Linked DNA regions of Zea mays: region 2 is linked to region 1. The links are chromatin contacts, called in public Hi-C maps. All regions are on one chromosome and are shown on one strand. Each heading gives the region's core, a stretch centred on a gene start, on an enhancer-like site or on the middle of the called end of the contact. The rest is flanking DNA. Distances are from core to core; before and after follow the strand shown.

What was found. A called contact is a pair of places that touch in the nucleus more often than the background predicts.
Region 2: a Hi-C map of ear shows a contact between it and region 1, with 2.9 times the contacts expected there. The contact joins two enhancer-like sites. A contact is called at or near these places in 2 of 25 Hi-C or Micro-C datasets (ear and leaf).

Annotation. Positions count from the first base shown.
Region 1 is chr1:64,337,872-64,342,913 of Zm-B73-REFERENCE-NAM-5.0, forward strand. No RefSeq gene overlaps it. Among protein-coding and RNA genes, the nearest start is that of LOC100194090, 33 kb to the right of the region's middle. Within about 2 kb of position 3,255, at least 15 of the 20 cell types and tissues checked have an H3K27ac peak or open chromatin away from gene starts, as enhancers often do. A contact at or near this core is called in ear and leaf, where this site is marked.
Region 2 is chr1:64,520,934-64,526,620 of Zm-B73-REFERENCE-NAM-5.0, forward strand. No RefSeq gene overlaps it. Among protein-coding and RNA genes, the nearest start is that of LOC109943633, 23 kb to the left of the region's middle. Within about 2 kb of position 2,843, at least 17 of the 20 cell types and tissues checked have an H3K27ac peak or open chromatin away from gene starts, as enhancers often do. A contact at or near this core is called in ear and leaf, where this site is marked.

The DNA of each region.
Region 1 (5,042 bases), core at 2,005-4,504:
CCTGGGTGCATTCAATATAGAGAATGCACCCAGGCCGAACCTACGCGCCAAGAGCACCTGGTCTGAGCCAACCGCCCCACCCAGGCCGAACCTACGCTTCGTCTTCGTCCCTCCCGCACGCTCCCGACAGAATGCTACAATTTTCGAACCAGACCAGCAGTTGCATCTAGTTATATAGAAGTTGCAATCACACCAGACCAGCAGTTGCAATCATATTTTTTTAACAAACCAGACTAGCAGTTGCAATTACACCAGACCAGCAGTTGCAATCATATTTTTTTAACAAAATTTTCCAGAGTTGTTCAGTACTTGCAATCACATCAGAGCAACTCAGCAGTTGCATCCACACCACACCAGTAGTTACAATTACAACACACCAGCAGTTGTAATCATTTTTTTAACAGATATTTGAGTAGAATTATACAGCAGTTGCAATCACACCTAATGCGGGGTTGCAATCACACCACACCAGAAGTTGCAATTACACCTCTTTGTCCTGACACTAAAACCAGCTAACTTTGCATAGTCAAGGTAAAAGAGGTAGGCTTCTTCCCTTGTATCAAATGTTTGCCGCACCTTGGGGACAAACACATCAAGTATGTTTGCATCCTGCAGAACAACACGCAATCATGAGTTTGCAATTAGCGGATACACATAGTTGCAATCAACAAGCAATAAACGTTGCAACTGGAGTAACAACACAACATGCAATGGTAATCAAGGAGTAAAAACAGAGACTCAAGTTTGCAATTAGAGGATACTCGCGACGGGGGGCAGGGAGGCGTGCGTACAGGTGGGCCGAGGGCGTGCTCGAGGCGTTATTGCACCCTGGGTGCATTCAATATAGAGAATGCATCCAGGTGCATTTTAGTGCCGCCGTAAATATATATATATATATATATATATATATATATATATATATATATATATATATATATATATATATATATATATATATATATATATATATCTACAACTATTAAGACTCTAACGTAGACCACTGCCGTGCCCCCGCTCGCGCTTCGCATGCACCAACCTCCCTGCATGCAAGCGGCACAACCTCCACTGCATGCAAGCTGCATGCAAACCACATGCAAGCCGCATGCAAGCCACATGCAAGCCGCACAAGCTGCTACACAACCTGCATGCAAGCCGAGAAGCTGATGCAAGCATCGTGTCTCCCTCCACTCATGAAGCGTCGTGGAAATTGAGGGGGCTGGCCTGGTGGCTGGCTGTTGTTCGCCTGTCCCTCTGCTGCAAGCCTGCAGTGCTGCTCAGCTGTTGTCGGCTCGATCGGTTCCCCTACCCGGGTAGCGCTAGCCGGCTAGCCCTATGGACTCGAGGCCTGGTTCACAATCTTACTCTTACCCGCTGGCCGCAGCCGCTTGTAGCATCGTACAATCTACAATTTCCAGTTCGAGAATAAAATCAGCTAGATAAAAACCACAAATCCAACAAAATCTAATATGTACCCGCACAAAAATAATTAGCCATATATACTTTTTAATTTAGGAACCTAGCGAGGCGCCACCCATCGTGTTTCCTCTGAGGCTCTGCGATCGTCGTTGTCTTGTTGCATGCACTGAGGCTGAACGCGCTGCTGCTGCTCCTCTGCCTGTGCGCGTTCCCCGCCCCGGCGCGGTCGCAGAACACGACCATGGCCACGGCCGCGCCGGTGTCCATCGAGGGGTTCAACTGCACCGCCAACCGCACGTACCCATGCCAGGCGTACGCGCTCTACCGCGCCGGCTTCGCGGGCGTGCCGCTCGATCTCGCGGCCATCGGTGACCTCTTCGTCGTCAGCCGCTTCATGGTCGCGCACGCCAACAACCTCTCCACGACGGCCGCGCTGGCCAACGGGCAGCCGCTGTTCGTGCCGCTGCCCCTCCTGGTACCCCAGCTCGTACGCGGCGATGCAGTACCAGATCGGCTCGGGGGACACCTACTGGATCGTCTCCACTACCAAGCTGCAGAACCTCACGCAGTACTAGGCCGTGGAGCGCGTGAACTCCACGCTGGTGCCCACCGTCCTCGAGTCGGCACCATGGTCACGTTCCCCGTCTTCTGCCAGTGCCCGGCCGCCGCCGACAACGCCACGACGCTCGTCACCTACGTCATGCAGCCCGGGGACACGTACGTGTCCGTTGCCGCCGTCTTCTCCGTCGCCTATCCACAGTGAAAGACACGATGCGGCGGCCGCCTGTGCATGCACTGAAGTTGCGCGCTGCTGCTGCTCCTCTGCCTATGTGCGTTCCCCGCCCCGGCGCGGTCGTAGAACACGACCACAACCATGACCAAATTTATTCAACTAGATGGAGTTGAAGGCTGAAGGTACGACGAGTGATAAAACGATATATGATTTGTGCATAAATATGTGCTTCAGCTTGTGCAATATAATAGGTTGGAAATTTAACTGTCTGCGTGCGGTTATTAATGTCTTAGAAATTTTAACTCTCGTGGCAACGCACGGGCACATATCTAGTATATATATATATATATATATATATATATATATATATATATATATATATATATATATATATATATATATATATATATATATATATATATATATATATATATATATATATATTACCAGCGGCTCCACGCAAAAGAAATAAAGCAAATTAAAGGGCTCCGTGGATTCGTGAGGGTGGCACCTAATAATATTCCTGGGTTCATTGCCAAAGTGCGTGTGAATCTGAACTGAGAAACAAGGGGTGTTCGTTTCCAATTAAAACCGACTGAGCTGTAATTTATAAAGACAAAAAATATTGTAAAACAGTAAAAATCGATATGAATTAAGGGCAAGTGAAAAGGCCGAAACACGGACAGTCCGGGCTGCATCAGTAATGCACAGACGACAAGTCTAGATATATACTGTAAGCTAGACAATTAATCAAGTACTCCTTAGGCCGGCTTATTATTAGTGGTATTTAGTTGACAAATAACGCATATATAGGCTGCGTATATACACGCACTCATGGTCCAAAGTGAAATAAAATAGCAAACACTCTAGATAACAAGTTACTACTAGCTAGCACACATCCAATCTCCCATACGCATACTTTGTCCTAGCTAGCTATTCGTGCGTGGTTCGGCAGACAAAGGGGGGCATGGACACGGGACACCTGAAAAGTCAAGCGGAAACGTGCCCACGGCCGCAAGTGGCTTGTCGTCTACCTTTCCGGACGGCTTTCGGCGGTAGGATGGAGAGCGTACCTACTAGCTGCACATCACTGCGTTGCACCGCACCCATGCATCTCTGTAGCCAGCGTTCCGGCGGCCATACCACGCACAAACGCGTAGGCGCGCGCTTCTAATCTCATGAAAGGTTCGGAGCTCCGTAAAAATAACGTGCCGGGCAACTCTACAAATATAACGATTACTATTTGTTTTTTTATTTTTTCATACTTTATGGGTAGTAATATTTAAAACAATCCGGTGAAACTGTGGCAGATAGAGAAAGAGAATCAGACATTCGGGAATAATTGCTCACAATAGAGGAGAATCATGGGCTGATGGGCACATGGCAGTCAGCACACAGCGCTCGCTGCTTAGGTGGTCACTGCCAATTGGCCAGGGAGGCGCTCCGCCCTCGCCTATGGGTAAGAAAAGAAAGGAAAATAGGTTGAGGAAGCTGTATAGTTTGGGAGATGTATTGTTAGGGCGGATTTGGGTGGTGGTGTGGTGCTAGTGCGGGCCGCACGCGTCATTGCTATAGGATCGCAGGGACGCTGGAGGCGGACTGGCGGTGGCGGATGCCTGAGTCAGAGCCCGTCCGGCTGCCTCGGAGGTTGCTGCCTTGTTCCATTGTCGGATTCGTAGAGCCTGAAGGCGTGGAGAACGATAGAGGACTGAATGGAGGCGGCTGGCAACATAGGAAATGCAGCCACGCAGGTTTGCAAAATAATTGAAAGAATCTGTGTTCTCGCGGCTTGAGCGACTGAGGGAGGCCGCCAGCACCAGACTCAATTGGTGCAGTAGGAGGTCTTTTAGGCCATATTTTTAGGCTGAAGTATATTTTGGTCTAGATTTTTTTGTTGAAAAAATGCCTATATATAAGAGGGTTTTTGGGCTGCGCCCCGGGCCACGGCCCAGGTGGCCCAGGGCCCAAATCCGCCCCTGTATACATGTACGGTAGCAGCTAGCTATAGCTAGCGGACTTCCAGGAATCAATCAAAAGGTGGTGCATCTTAAGTCCATTTCTTATAAATTTGGTGGAACTACTACATTCCTAATATTAGTATTTAATTAGACGGTTGTCCGTATGTTACGACGGCTCACAACAATACACACGTAAATTATCTACCAAAAATATCTTATAATTTTTTATTGATTGTCTCCGCTCTCCGTATAATACTTTTTTATTTGACTAACTCATGTTGTTGTTTACTCTATCCAATATATCTTGATACAACACAACCAATGAAGTGAGCGATAGTTCACATGACTGACTGAACGAACAGAGATTATAGAATGACATAATTCCACCATACAGAGACCAAATAAGAGGAAGTTTGCGAGCTCAAGTTTCTAAAATAAGTCACATGAACTCAAACTTGTAAAAAAGATAGATCAAAATATGGAGTGGTTGCTAAAGTGAGGCATCAATAAAAATTGGATGCGCTCCATACAAATTATGGTACTTTATAGCAATTACTAACGTTTAAAACCAACAAATAACATTTCCTTTTACTGTTAGCATGACAAACCATTGCTACTCCATCCAATTCAGCAACCTCAAACACTACCATGGAGTCCATTGCATCAATGTGGTCTCAGAAACGGCCTAATGCATGCAAGAGCCAAGAACACAAGGGACGAGCACCCTGTGGTAGTGCCCGCATGGATCTCCAAATCCTAACACATATTTCACAGGATCCATGAGCCATCATCAGAAGAACACAAACTATGTGCAGACAATAAATAAAGTATTAACACACCCAAATTATGTCCAGTCCTTAGCACAACAAAAAACTAACACACAAAACAACAGAGGAACAACACAATAATTTTGCAATGACAGAAGGATGGGTGAC
Region 2 (5,687 bases), core at 1,593-4,092, 180 kb after region 1:
GGCTTCAACGCTCCTCCGACGGCCACGACACCACACGAACCGGGTGCCAAAACCTCTCCGGCTGCCACGATGGCATGTACTTAGGGCGCTAGCTCTCCCCCGCTAGACACGTTAGCACTCTGCTACACCCCCATTGTACACCTGGATCCTCTCCTTACGCCTATAAAAGGAAGGACCAGGGCCCTCTTACAGAGGATTGGCCGCGCGGGGACGAGGACGGGACAGGCGCTCGCGTGAGGCCGCTCGCTCCCTCTCCCGCGTGGACGCTTGTAACCCCCTACTGCAAGCGCACCCGACCTGGGCGCGGGACGAACACGAAGGTCACGGGATTTCCACCTCTCTCACGCCCGTCTCCGGTCGCCTTTTTCCCCCCTTCGCGCTCGGCCTCGCACCGACCCATCTGGGCTGGGGCACGCGGCGACATTTCACTCGTCGGCCCAGGGACCCCCCGGTCTCGAAACGCCGACAGGTATACTATTTTTGCCCAGGTAACTTCTTGACTTCAGCGCTGGATTGCTATCGATAATAGCGACTCTAAGGTGTTTCGTTAACGGCATATTGGTTGCATACAGGACATAAAAGCATGAGAAATTACAACATTAACACGTCAATACAAGCAATGGTTCGATGGTAAAAATACTTGAGATTAAACTATGAACGGGTAAACAACACTCCAGCTCCCAGAGAACGAAGTGGCAGCTGCCAAAACATTCTCATTCTAGGGATGATACTATTTATGGTCAAATACTAATGCGACGAGTAAGAGAGCATCGACTGCCAGGCACAACTGAACACAAGACGACTCATCACATCGGTACCTTAAAACAGGGCAGAGCACACGAACAGCAATACCTACACATTGCACAAGCGACAGCCAAGCCCATCATGCCTCCACCAACGATAGCAACGTCTAGCACATCGGGCGGATCCTTCTCGGCGTGATCCTACACGTTAATTGAGAAAGAGTGAGTAGCAGGGCACACGCTGGAACCGTAAGTCCGCACGGAGCAATCACAGTTGGGCACCGGATGCCTAAATCCTACACGGCAACAGGAGGAAGAGTGATCGGGGGTGAGTACCTGCGGGCTGGGCGTCCCGTTGGCCCCCGCATCCGCACGCGAGGCCGGCGCGTCGCAGAAGGCCCTCGCGAGTGGCCGGATCCGGGAGATGCCGAAATCTGAGAGCGGAAGGGGACTGAGGGCATCACGGAGGTGGGATTCATGGGGGATGGGGGCAAGAGAGAGGACCAGGAGTGAGGTGGCGGCGTAGGGGCGCGGACGCGCGATGCCATGGATGGAAGGGGGCGATGGAGTGCGGCTGCCATGGGCGATTCGCGGCGGATCCCTAGCGCGGAGGAAATTTGGGAGCGGGGCGCGCCTGCCTTGAATCTGCGCGCGGAGATGGCGGTGTGGTAGGGGCGTCGGAGGGAGGCGGGGCGCAGGGGTACCTGTCACGGTGGGGGAGGCGGGCGGAGGCCTCGCGAGCTTGGACAGTATTCATGAGCATCCGGGCGAGCGGGTGCCTCCACCACGAGAGCGTGCCGAGACCGGGCGAGCGGGCGGGATCCATGCGCGGACACGGCGAGATCCGGGCGAGCGGGCGTGCCGGGATCCGCGGCACCTTCCATCGGCGGCGCGGTGGAGGCGTGCATCGTGGGCGAGATCCGCGGGTGGGTTCCATTGCGGACACGGCGAGGTGGAGCACAGGGGGAGGGAGAGGCAGTGTGGGAGGAGGGCCGGGATCCGCGGCACCTTCCATCGGCGGCAACGGCAAGAGGACCTTCCATCCACGCGCCATAGGCAGAACCGTTCACCACTCAAATGTGTGGACGTCTACACTCCGCTCTTAAGGAGTAATAGGGATATATCCGCGATGCATGGTTTTTGTATTGGCCACTGATCATTCTTATTTCTCTACTATTAAGCGTGTACAAATGCATTTATATATTGCGCAGTTCCTTTCACCGATAAAAAATTAATTTCAATTTAGATGATCAAGTATACGGTTCATTCACCTAGATCGATGATGACGATCAATCTGTCCCTTTTCGTTAACTAGTGATCTAGTTTATATATAGCCCATGGGGATATGCATGATGCCGTTGGCATCGCCATCGTTAGACGCACAAGTAGACGGGCCGCCTCTATAGCTAGCTAGCTAGCAAGGTGCTCGGACAGCTCGTACTAGTACGCTACTATGTGCAGACGCTCTCGCGTGCTCATGTCTGCACGAAATCAACGTCGTGACGTTGCTTGCCACTAGTGTGTGTAAAATCAGATCGGATATTTGTTTTCGTATTTTCTCTTCGGACTCGATTCGGATATATATGGATATTATCGAGTTGTGTTCGATAAGATTTAAACGGATATCGACATCCTAATTATCCAACTTTGAGGATACGAATACGGATACGAATATAAATAGGATACTCAACAGATATTGAATACCAAACTCGAATACGGATTAGATCTTAAGCCTCTTAGATAGATCCCATCGATTCGAATATAGATGAATAATATTTTTACCATTTACACGCTAGTTGCACTCGCACGCGGTGTATGTCCTCAGGCATATGCATGGTGATGTATATATGTGCAAGCATCTACGTCGCCTATACTATCTCTAGGGTTTGCCACGAATGCAAAAGGTCGTTCTTGATCTTGAATGGGCCAAAATGATATGGAAAAAACATGGGCCCTAGCTATCTTGGACGAAATGATCTCTTGAATGGGCTGCTTGTGCGGTATTTCCTTTTGGGGCTAAACGCACCCGATACGACACAGTAGCCACAACAACATCACCAAGCCCATGGACCAAGGCCACGCTTCGGATGGGCGAGCTGTTCGCTTTGAGGGGGATACCGCACAGGGCCCACGATCGGCTCCGGCAGTCTATGGCAATGCCCCCAATGGTGCTGCTAATAACCAGGCGGGCCGGGAGCCCGGGACCCATTAATTAATCTTGAATAAAACGCTGAAGGACGAAGATCGACTGTGTTTTAGCACCGTATGTATACTTGTCCAAATTTTCATTTTCAAATTAACAGAGACATATCATGTACGAGTTACAAGCCATTTATATATAGGCATCGATTCTTTACTTATCTTGTACTCTCACTCTCTATGTTTTAAATTACGAGCTATTTTTAGCTTTTTCTAGGTACATTGTTTTTACTGTATACCACAATCATGAGTTACAACATAACCCGCCAGCGCGGAGTATAGACTTAGGACCCCATCATCATGGTAGGTCATCATGTCAAGAAGACCTAGTTACGAGAAGAATAGTGTGAGGCCGAGACCCATGCCACATGCCCGAGACCCTTGATACACACATCTTAACCAAGCTCTCTTTCTGTGGACGCCCTCGCCAATCCATTGAGGGGGTCTGGTTGCGACACATGTCGCTGGTGGGCCTTGTCCCTGATGGATCTAAATGTGGCACATGTCCCAGGGCTCCGGTGCCCATGAGAGGCCTCTTGCGTCCACCCGCTCCACCGACCACACATTAGGGTCTAGGCACGTCACGTGCCCCAGCCCCCCAATGCCTCTAAAGGCTTTGAGCTCACCACATGTTTAGCCACCCACATGCGGCTGATCAAGAAGTTAGTGGAGTCAGAGAGTTGTTGTGCCTATACAACAGGACCAATGCGGCACTGTGGGCGCATGCATGAACGAGGGGCCTAGCTATTAGACCGACCCCACATAACTTGTAAAACCCCTCTCCCTTGGACTATGAAAGGGAGATGGGGACCCCTTCTAAAGGGACAGCGCAAAAAACACCTCGAAGAGAACACCACAAATAGAACACAAATTCTCGATTCCCACACACACACTTAACCATTTCGCCCTCCAAGTAATACAATCAAGCAACCTAGAGGACATATGATATTACTCTTTAACGTCCTGAACCTTTTAAAATCTGATGTATCTCGTGCATCACACACGCTCCCACGTCGTGTATTTGCTTTGCTAGTATTTATCATAATGACTTATGGTTGTTCTCCGTTTCATAGTTTTTACTTCTTGCTAGTAGTTTGGGTGAAGTTGGGCTCATGTCTAGGGTTTAATTTTTTTAAGAATTTTAGAAAAGCACAATTCACCCTTCTCTTGGACATCATGATCCTTTCACATGTTACCATTAGTGACAAAAAAATACTAAAAAGCCTTTTAATATCGTTTTTTTGTCAGCTGGTGTTACCAACCAGTAGTAAATCAGGCTTTTTAATAACGGTTGGAGCCACCAAACGATACTAATACTCCTCCTAGAGGCATGGTAGTTAGAACCGGTATTGATGCTTGCGTAAGTACCTATTTCAACTCAATCAATACTGAACAGCAGAGGTCCGAGCCTCTTTTTGTACGGAACCCGTTTGTTCCAGTGAGTATCGTTTCGCACAAAAAAAAAGGAAAAGAAGAAGCTATCATGTGATGAAATCAATCAGATGCACGCTTATCTTTCAACTAGCATGAGATGCAATTTAAATACTGCTACTATACTGACTCCCTACTCCTACTCCTGATGCTAATCTATAGACTTTGGCGTGGACTCCGGGGATAAAGATGGATTACTGTGGCAACCTCCAATAATCCTCTCCAAGACTCCAACCACTACTCTATGCATGGTTTGTCGTCCACACACCAACTTGGTGGAATAATTTTACTTGCTCTAGCTGTAGTAGCTCACTGGACAAGCTAAGTCTGACGATGGGAAAGCAAGCACTAATTAAACAAGGGAACAAACTAGGCCACTCCACTAGTCCTAGTTACCGGCTTAGTTTAATCAGGGCCCGGGGCTAGTCTAGACGGCTCCAGGGAGCCCTTTAATCATTAACTAATGGATTTGCAGGTTAATTAGTCAAAGAGGGTGATGGGTTTGTTGGTTGTCGATGACTATGCATTGTGGAGGAGCCGGTCTGTCACCCGCCGCTGACTTATATTTTATGCATCGATCGATGCTGCTTCTGCCTGCAATATTGCTACGTGTACGCGGGTCTCCATTTCTATTTTTATAATATATACTGATATAAATTATACTACATGATGTAGGTATTTATACAATTCGTTACGTTGTATAAAAAATCTGGCATGTTGTTCACTGGTGGACGCATCTCCGGTTTAGAGCGTAATAACCTTAAGTTTTGAGCATAAAATCCCTCAATTATAAGCGTATATATCGAGCCAATGTGAGAGGTTGATAGCTGAAAGGAAATTAGGCTTACACATATTTCCTAAATGATTTTGGTGGTTGAATTGCCCAACACAAATAATTGGACTAACTAGTTTGCTCTAGCGTATAAGTTATACAGGTGCCAAAGGTTCACACTTAGCCAATAAAAAGACCAAGTTTTGGGTTCAACAAAAGAGCAAAAGGACAACCGAAGGCACCTCTGATCTGGCGCACCGGACTGTCCGGTGAGTGTCCGGTGCACCACCGGACAGTGTCCGGTGCACCACCGGACAGTGTCCGGTGCACCAGAGGACTCCAAGTCGAACTCGTCACCTTCGGGAAAATACAGAGGCGCTCCGCTATAATTCACCGGACTGTCCGGTGTACACCGGACAGTGTTCGGTGCTCCAAGGAAGAGCGGCTCTGGAACTCGCCAGCTTCGGGAATTTGCAACGGCTAGTCCGCTATAATTCACCGGACAGTCCGGTGTCCGGTGTGACATCGAAGCAACGGATACT